Linked DNA regions of Sus scrofa: region 1 is linked to region 2. The links are chromatin contacts, called in public HiChIP or PLAC-seq maps. All regions are on one chromosome and are shown on one strand. The core of a region is the stretch at or near the end of the contact, and the rest is flanking DNA. Distances in the headings are between cores, read along the strand shown. Region 1 holds the start of ACY3 (N-acyl-aromatic-L-amino acid amidohydrolase (carboxylate-forming)). Region 2 holds the start of CHKA (choline kinase alpha).

What was found. HiChIP or PLAC-seq counts read pairs in DNA pulled down with a chosen protein or histone mark.
Region 1: a contact with region 2 is called in an H3K27ac HiChIP or PLAC-seq map of alveolar macrophages. The contact joins the promoter of ACY3 here to the promoter of CHKA in region 2. A contact is called at or near these places in 1 of 47 Hi-C or Micro-C datasets (liver) and 1 of 2 datasets of contacts at active chromatin or transcription factors (alveolar macrophages).

What each region holds. Positions count from the first base shown.
Region 1 is chr2:4,930,790-4,934,801 of Sscrofa11.1, reverse strand. ACY3 (N-acyl-aromatic-L-amino acid amidohydrolase (carboxylate-forming)) reads right to left here and starts at 1,966. Exons shown (of 9, transcript XM_021083255.1): 1 at 1,530-1,966; 2 at 1,307-1,527; 3 at 408-641. The coding sequence starts at 1,629.
Region 2 is chr2:4,786,020-4,789,949 of Sscrofa11.1, reverse strand. CHKA (choline kinase alpha) reads right to left here and starts at 1,442. Exons shown (of 13, transcript XR_002341423.1): 1 at 865-1,442.

The DNA.
Region 1 (4,012 bases), core at 717-3,216, 140 kb before region 2:
CTTCTCTGCTGTCCTCTGGGGAGCCAGGGCCACCTGGCGTGGTGGCACAGGTGCATGGCATAAACGTTGTGGGTGCCGCCCAAGATGAGGCCGTGGTGTTGTGAAAGACACATGAAATAGAAGGCCCAGGTGTTCCTGTTGTGGCTCAGTGGGTTAAGAACCCAGCTGGTATCCATGAGGATGCAGGTTCGATTCCTGGTCTTGCTCAGCGGGTTAAGGTTCTGGTGCTGCCGTGAGCTGCAGCGTAGGCCACAGATGCAGCTCAGGTCTGGCATGGCAGTGGCTGTGGTGTAGGCTGGTGGCTACAGCTCCAGTTCAACCCCTAGCCTGGGAATTTCCATGCACAGCACATGTGACCCTAAAAAGAGAAAGAAAGAAGAAAGCCGGGGGCGGGGGGGGGGGAGAAAGAGAGAGAGAGAAAGGAAGGCAAGAAGGAAGAGAAGGCCCAGCCTGAGCCCCAGCAGCCGGTTCATTTCTTGGGCCTTTGTCATCTCCAATGTGTCATTCAGAGTGGCCCTGGCAGGCACCAGCGGTCTCTGTCGGTGACAGAGGTTCAGTGGAGAGGGAGGCAGCCTCTTGCTGAAGGCAGCCACTGAGACCCTGCAGCAGCAGCTTACGGGCTCATGGGGGCGCCGTAAACCCTAGGTCTGGCCCTAAACCCTCAGCCTGGCCCTGCCCACCTGCCTTGTCAGCTCTCACACCTCCAAGCCCCGCGCTGGCCTCACCTTCAACCTTGAGCCTGCTGCCCGGTCTCTGGAAGCTCCTTCTTTCCTCTCTTCACCTGGTTAATTCATACTCACCTCCCCTTTTTTTTCTTTTTCGGCCTCCCTGTGGCATAGAAGTTCCTGGGCCAGGGATCAGATTTGGATCCTTTAACCCATGGTGCCAGGCCTGTGTCCTGAACCTGTGTCCTGTTGCCGCAGAGGCATCACCGATCCCATTGCGCACAGTGGGAATTCCTAGACTCACCCTTTGAGGCTTGGCTGAGATCCCGCCTCCTTCAGGAAGCCTTCCCTGACTGCCCCTGGCCAAGTTATATCCTTGCCCTCACCTCTGCATTTAGCCTCCTGGTTTGTGGCTGTTGGGTCCATCCTCTGTCTCTTGCAATAAGCTGAGGACAGCGCCTTGGTTCGATTCCCCATTCTCTCACCCGAGCTGGCCAGAGCTCGGCTCAGAGAGACGCTGGGCCAGTGTCCATTGAAGGCAGGTGTAAACAGTGGTTGGGTAAACACAGCCGGTGGGGCTGACCTGAGGCAACCCCAGGGTCTAGAGAACACAGAGGAGGGCCCATCTCAGCCTGGGATCAGGAAGGTCTTCCTGGAGGAGGTGGCATCAATCGGGATTTCTCTAAACTGAAAATGGAGAAATGGGCATTGCAGGCAGAGGAATGCCCCCTGAGGAAGGAGCTGACGAGGATGTGGTCAAGGTTACTGCCCACTTGGCACCAGATGGCTGTGACCCCTGGCTTGGCTGGCACAGGCATGGAGGCGAAGCTGGGTTTCTGCAGCTCCCCTGGGGCCGGAAGCAGTGCTGGGTCAGGTAGACCCCGGCCATCTCATTGCCATGGGTGCCCGGGGTCACTGCCACTTGGCGCAGGGCCTCTCAGGGCACCAGCAGCGAGCCCATCATGGTGTGAGGTGACGCCACTGGTGGGTGGGCCTGCAACCTCGGAGAGAGCTGGGCTGGCAGTGGTGAGCTGCCTGAGGCTGGAGGAGCCCAGGCCAGGCAGGGTGGCTGGATGTCAGCTCGGCTTTGTCCCCCCTGCCCCTCAGTGGCCCAGGTGCCAGCTTGGTCCCTCCTGCAGCCCCTCTGTTAGCATCCTTCCCTCGCGGGTGAGCACTGCCCACCCCCATCTTAGGAAACCACTTCCCTGCTCCCTTTGGAGAGAAGGAGTTTCTTTCTCCAAGTTTAGAAAAGGGGCCCAGACTTGGGGAGACGGATGGCACTCCCTTAGCAGAGGGCCGTGCTCCTGTTTTACAGATGCGGATGCGGGCGCGGCTGCGGAGCGGGCAGTGTCACGGGAGCTGGCTGTGGAGTGTCGGGTTCCAGGCGACTCCGGCTCCCTCCGGCCCATCCCTTGTGCTCCTCTGAGCTGGTGCTGGGGCCTTAGGGAGGGGCCGTAGGGTCTCAGCTTCCTGGGCTGAGCTGGGCATCTCCCAGACTGATGGGTATTTATGGGCCAGGAGATCCCAGGGCAGGAAGTGTTTGTGCTGAGTTGGTGGAGAGGAGGGGACGGGCGGGATAGGGGTGGGGGGGACTGAAATCCACCCAGAGGAGCTGCTGGGGTCCCTGCTGGTTCTACCTCACACAGCTGTCATAGGCCAGCGAGTCCAGGTCTTGCAGCCAGGCTCCCGCCCTTGCCCTTGGCCCCTCCTCTGGGAATCAGAACATCCGCACCTCTGGGGGGGGGGGGCGCTTCCCTGGGGAGATGCGCATGGCCTTGGGAAATTACTTGCAGTGACTCTTTAAAGCTTCAGATGGGAGTTCCCACTGTGGCTCAACGGGATCCGTGGCATCTCTGCAGCACCAAGATGTAGGTTCGATCCCCAGCCCAGCACAGCGGGTTGCATGATCCGATGAGGGCGGCAACTGCAGCTCAGATCTGATCCTTGGCCTGGAAACTCCATACGCCAAGGAGCAGCCAAAAAAGGATCCCTGGCCTGAGAATGCCATACGCCTGGGGGCAGCCAAAAATGGAAAAAAGGGGGGGCTCCTAACCCCCACTGGCTCTGACAGCCCTCCCTGACAGGCTGTGTGACTTGGGGAGAGTCAGTGGCCCTCTCTGGGCCTTGACTCCTGCCTGTGAAATGGGGGCGAGGCTCCCTCCTGGGCCCAGGGAGCCGTGAGAAGCGAGGGGCAAAGGGTGGGGCAAGCTTGGAGAACAGGCATGCGCAGAGCAGACCCTGGTGTGACCGAGGGTGGCGGCGTCCTGAGTACCACGGGGTCCAACTTCTTCACTGCAGGTGGGGAAACCGAGGCCCGGGAGGGCCAGGACCTGGACCAACCCATCTAATTGGAAGGCTTGTCTCGGGAGAGCCGCGTGAGCTGGGAGCCAGACCCAGGGTCTCTGGAGTGGCTTTGGGACCCTCTGTCCGGTGGTCCACCGTCCTGACCAATTGACTCCCCCTCCTGCTGGCCCCTCCCAGCGCCCTCATCACATCGCCTGTTCCTCCGTGCACCCCGGAACCACCCTGCCCCTCCTCCCTGCTGGCCTGGTGTCCTAGGGTCGGGGTGGGAGGAGGACTTACCCATATTGTTATTTTTCTTAAAGGCCCACTCTGGACAGTGGAACCAGCACCTATGGCTGAAGCGGTGCCCTGAGCCCTGAGAGACCCCAGGACTACCCCCGAGCCTCAGGGCAGCAGTGTGCCATGATTGCTGGATGGGAAGAAGCTGCTGTCACAAACCTTGGGGCTGTGACAGAGCCCTGGGAAGCTCTGGGAGATGTGTGGCCAGGGGGAACTGCAGCCAGGGCCTCGGCCCAATGCTGGCTCAGTGCGCATGAGCGTCTGGACCCCACTGTGTCTCGGGGTGGGAGCCCCTGGCCCCAGACACAAATGATCCCATCTGACACGCTCACCAACTGTAAGAAGTAGGTGGGAACCTCATTCTGCAAGACACGGAGACAGAGGCTCAGAGAATTTAAGGGGCTTTGCCCGAAGGCACACAGTCACAATATGCCAGTGGAGCGATGCAAGCCCAAGCTTTTCGGTGGTGGAGCACCCACAGGGATGCGTAGGGCGCTGGGTGAGCCAGCTGAGGGCAAGACCACACACACAAGCTCGTTTCGTCCTCACCAGATCCCTGCGAAGCTGGTTCTGACAACCCGAGTCCACACAGCCCGTATGTGGCAGAGCCAGGCCACAAACCCAAATTTGCCCTTGACCTCGGCACCGGTGGCCTGGGGTGGGAGAGGGGCAAGGTACACAGGCCCAAGCGAGAGTGGAGGAAAGGCCATCAGGACTGCAGTGTCATTTGGGGATGGCCCTCCCACCCTAGTGTCCCCCAGAGC
Region 2 (3,930 bases), core at 193-2,692:
AGCATCTGAGGATTATCAGTGGCAGTCAGCCAGCGCCTCGACACTGCACTCAACCTGGTCAGCCCATTAGAAGAAAACGAGCAGAAAAAGACAACACATATTTGAAGGGCTGAATGGAAGGAAGGCTCCTACATGGTGAGGGGTGATGTCACAGGTGCAGTACCACAAAAATCAAGTTTATGTTTTCCTTAAGAAATCTGAATAGGTACACACCTACTTTTTTTTGTAATTTAAACTTATGATTGATTTTTTAAGCCTAAACGAGGGGGGGGGGTGATTTTTCTACCTTACTCCTAGTAACTTCTGGAGCCACACATCCTAATTTTGGCTAGTAACACACCTACACGTCTGAACAGTGTCAGTGGGGAAGGAGCGAATGTCACCCCTTCACCACCAACAAATGTCTCTTTCAGTGGGAAAAAAAAAAGAAATTCAAATCATGGACTTGAGCAACTAGAAGTCAAAGTTACCAAGGCATATTTTTTTAAGCCTGCCACAACATCCCTCCTTCATTCAGGGCCCTAAACCGCAAAAACACTTGCATATTTTCAGGCTCTCTACAAAAAGTACTTTGTGATCCATCAGTATTGTCCTCCTGAGAAGAGACCTGTTTTCCCACGAAACCGGTATTTTTTCAACAGCCTGCCTTCCGGAGGGTCTTGGTGGCCGCGGGGCCCGTTGCGCGGGACTGGGCTCGGATTTCACAAGGGCTCGGGAAAGGTGCCTTTCGAGGGCCGCGCTGCCCCCCGCCCGGCCCGCGCCCCCGTGCCCGGCCCGGCCTCCCGCCCCGCCCCCGGCCAGCGTCACCTGACCGCAGCCGCGCAGCCCGCCCGCCCGCCCGCCCCGCGCGCGGCCGCCACCGACCTGATGACACTGATGTGGAACTGGTCCTCGCGGAGGCCCCGCCAGGCGCCGGGCAGGAACTCCTTGCACCACAGATAGGCCCTGCGCCGCGTCCGGGGCTCGGGCTGCTCGTCCGCCGGCGGCGGCGGCGGCGGGGGCAGCGGCAGCGGCGGCGGCGGCGGCGGGGGCAGCGCGAGCGGCGGCTGCCGCCCGCCCAGCTGCTTGGGCTCCGGGTCACTGGCGGCGTCGCGCTGCTGCCCCACGCCGGGCCCCGGGGCCGCGCTGCCGCTGCCGCAGCTCAGCAGCAGCCCGAGCGGCGAGGGCTCCGCCTCGCCCCCGTTGCAGAACTTGGTCTTCATGCCGGGCAGGCGGCCGAGGAGGCGCGGTCGGCCGCAGCGAGAGAGGGCGAGGCTCAGGGTCCGGCCGGACGGCCCCCTCCCGGAGGCCGAGCGTGGAGGCCGCTCACCCGCTTGCTGACGGGCAGGCCGGGGGCGGCGGCGGTGCGGAGGCAGCGAGCGGCGGACGGCGGTAGCTCTCGGCTGGACCTGCTCGCCGTGGCGCTCGCTCCTATACCGCCGCCGCACGAGGACCGCCGGCCGCGTCACAGCCCGCCCTCGGGCTCGCCGCTGATTGGCCGCCGCCCGCCGGCCCAGCGCATCACAACCGCCTCCGCCCTCGCCACGCCGCCTCCCCATTGGCTGCGGCGGCAGCACACCGCCCCCGCCCCCACCCCGACCCGGGTGCGGCGGCCGCGGGAGGCGGGGCCTTGCGGGAGGCGGGGCGTGGAGCGGGACCCGGGGCGCCGGGGATGGAGAAAGCTAACGTGGTGTGGGGGCTCCCCGAGGGCGGGCAGGCGGGGTGGCCCTGAGCCTCAGAGGAGCCCGAGCTTGACCTTGGAGGCTGCAACTGTGCTTGAACCCCTCGAAACCTGCAAGACATCAGAGGCGGGGGCCTGGCGGGGGGGGGACAGGCAGGAAGCTGGTGCCAGGAGGCTGGCTTCTCTCTCCGCGTGACCTTGGGGCGAGGCACCTCCTTCTGCAGCTCCATATGTGTGTTTTTATAACATTTAACAGCGCCGGTTCAGCTCCCTGGGAGGCGCGACCACGCCCTGTCCTAGCTGGAGCCTGAGAAATTATTGTTCCCAGGTCAAAAAGAGAGAAGAGGCGACTGGTTCAAGGCCGCACAGCCGGCCCAGCCCTGTGACGGCTTCTGCAGCCTCAGTTTCCCTGTCCGTGGTGCTGAGGACGCCGGGGCCTCGAACCTTGGGGCGAGCGGGGCGGCATCCCCGCAGCCTCCCTGAACACTGGCCAAAGGTGAGTGCTGCGGCCTGCTGGCTTTGTGGATGCCGCCCCGTCCGCCCGCCCCCGCGCAGGAGGCAGCCCCCTGACTGTGACTGAAGCACCTTTGCCCGCGGAGGCGGGTGCGAGGGCCCCCTGCTCCATTTATCACGTTTACCACCCCAGGTCCCTCACTCAGCTCGCACCCCGCCGCCCCAGTCCTTTCTGAAAGTAAATGGAGTAGGGATACATTTGAAAATGACAGATCCTCTTTTACTGGCCATGAGCTGGGACTAGAGGAGGTTCCCCTGGCTGCTTCGGAAATTCAGGGCCTAGCATACAGGAAACGGCTTCTGTGAGGGGATTTCACAGTGCTGGGGAAGAAAACAGGTCTGCTAAGCAGCGGGTACTTGGCTGAACTTGCTCCAAGAAAAATGGGCTTATTGAACAAAAGGATTGTGATGAAAGGGGGCTTTTGTCCAGACAGCTGTGGAGGTGGGCCTGGACATTGAACTGGAGGGAGCTGGGAGCCGTCCAGAGGCTTTGGAGAGAGGCCGCGGAGACCAGTCCCGTTGGATGCTGGAAACGCTGAGAAATCAAGGTCTTCAGTCAGGCTATTTAGATAAGGGAGCCAAGGACTTTGTCTAAAAATACCAGCCTTGAGAAGGCGGGGCTGTATCTGTGGCCTGTCCAGGTGAGGGGCCTTTGTCCCACTGTCCCGTGGCAGCAGCCCAGTAACCTCAGAGGAATGCCAGATCCCTGGTGGGGATAAGTGGGCGCTGGAAATAAGGATTCAGCCTCTGGCATCTGAGGTAACTCTGGCTCTGCAGGTTTGGGCTCTTAGAACCCACAGGCCCCTTTAGGGGATCGCAGTTCCCTGCGGGAATGAGAAGTTGCCTCGTTAAAGGTTTTGAAGAGTTACATCTGATATTGCTTCCATCAAATGGATGTGGAGACTGAGCCCTGCGGAGGCTGAACGACTTGGCTCAGGGTACTGGGCTAAGGTGAGGAGCAAGGCAGTCGTCTTGGCTCCTTTGCAGAGTACCAAGTCCAAATGGGTACAAAACTTCCCTCCCCTACAGTCAAACTAAAGTTGGACCTGGCTCTCCCTAGCCCATCCCTGGCTTGGCCAACCAGGGCCCACTCTTAGCATTGGGGTGGTCAGTTCCATGCAATTCCGTGGCAGAGGCTGAGGAAGCTTAGCATCTAATAAAGCTAACAATTACGTTTAACCTTAGTTCGAGCTGGCCTTTGAACGGTTGAGAGGCCGTCTCTACCCGCAGTCAAGAGCCTCAGGCTGCTTACCTCTGCATGGGCATAGTAACAGCCACTTTCCAGAGTCGTCCGTGAGGAGGTACACAGCACACAGGAGGTGCTATCCAAAGGAGAAATCCAGGATAAATATGCCCGTGACCCTTGAGGTAGCAACCCCATCCCCACATTTCCTCCCAAGAAAAGAAGTCATTAGAAGTAAAAAAAAAAAAAGGAGTTCCCGTCGTGGCGCAGTGGTTAACGAATCCGACTAGGAACCATGAGGTTGTGGGTTCGGTCCCTGCCCTTGCTCAGTGGGTTAACAATCCGGCGTTGCCGTGAGCTGTGGTGTAGGTTGCAGACGCGGCTCGGATCCCGTGTTGCTGTGGCTCTGGCGTAGGCTGGTGGCTACAGCTCCGATTCAACCCCTAGCCTGGGAACCTCCATATGCCGCGGGAGCGGCCCAAGAAATAGCAACAACAACAACAACAAAAAGACAAAAAAAAAAAAAAAAAGAAGTAAAAAAAAAAAAAAATAACACTGCCCCGTGCATAATAAC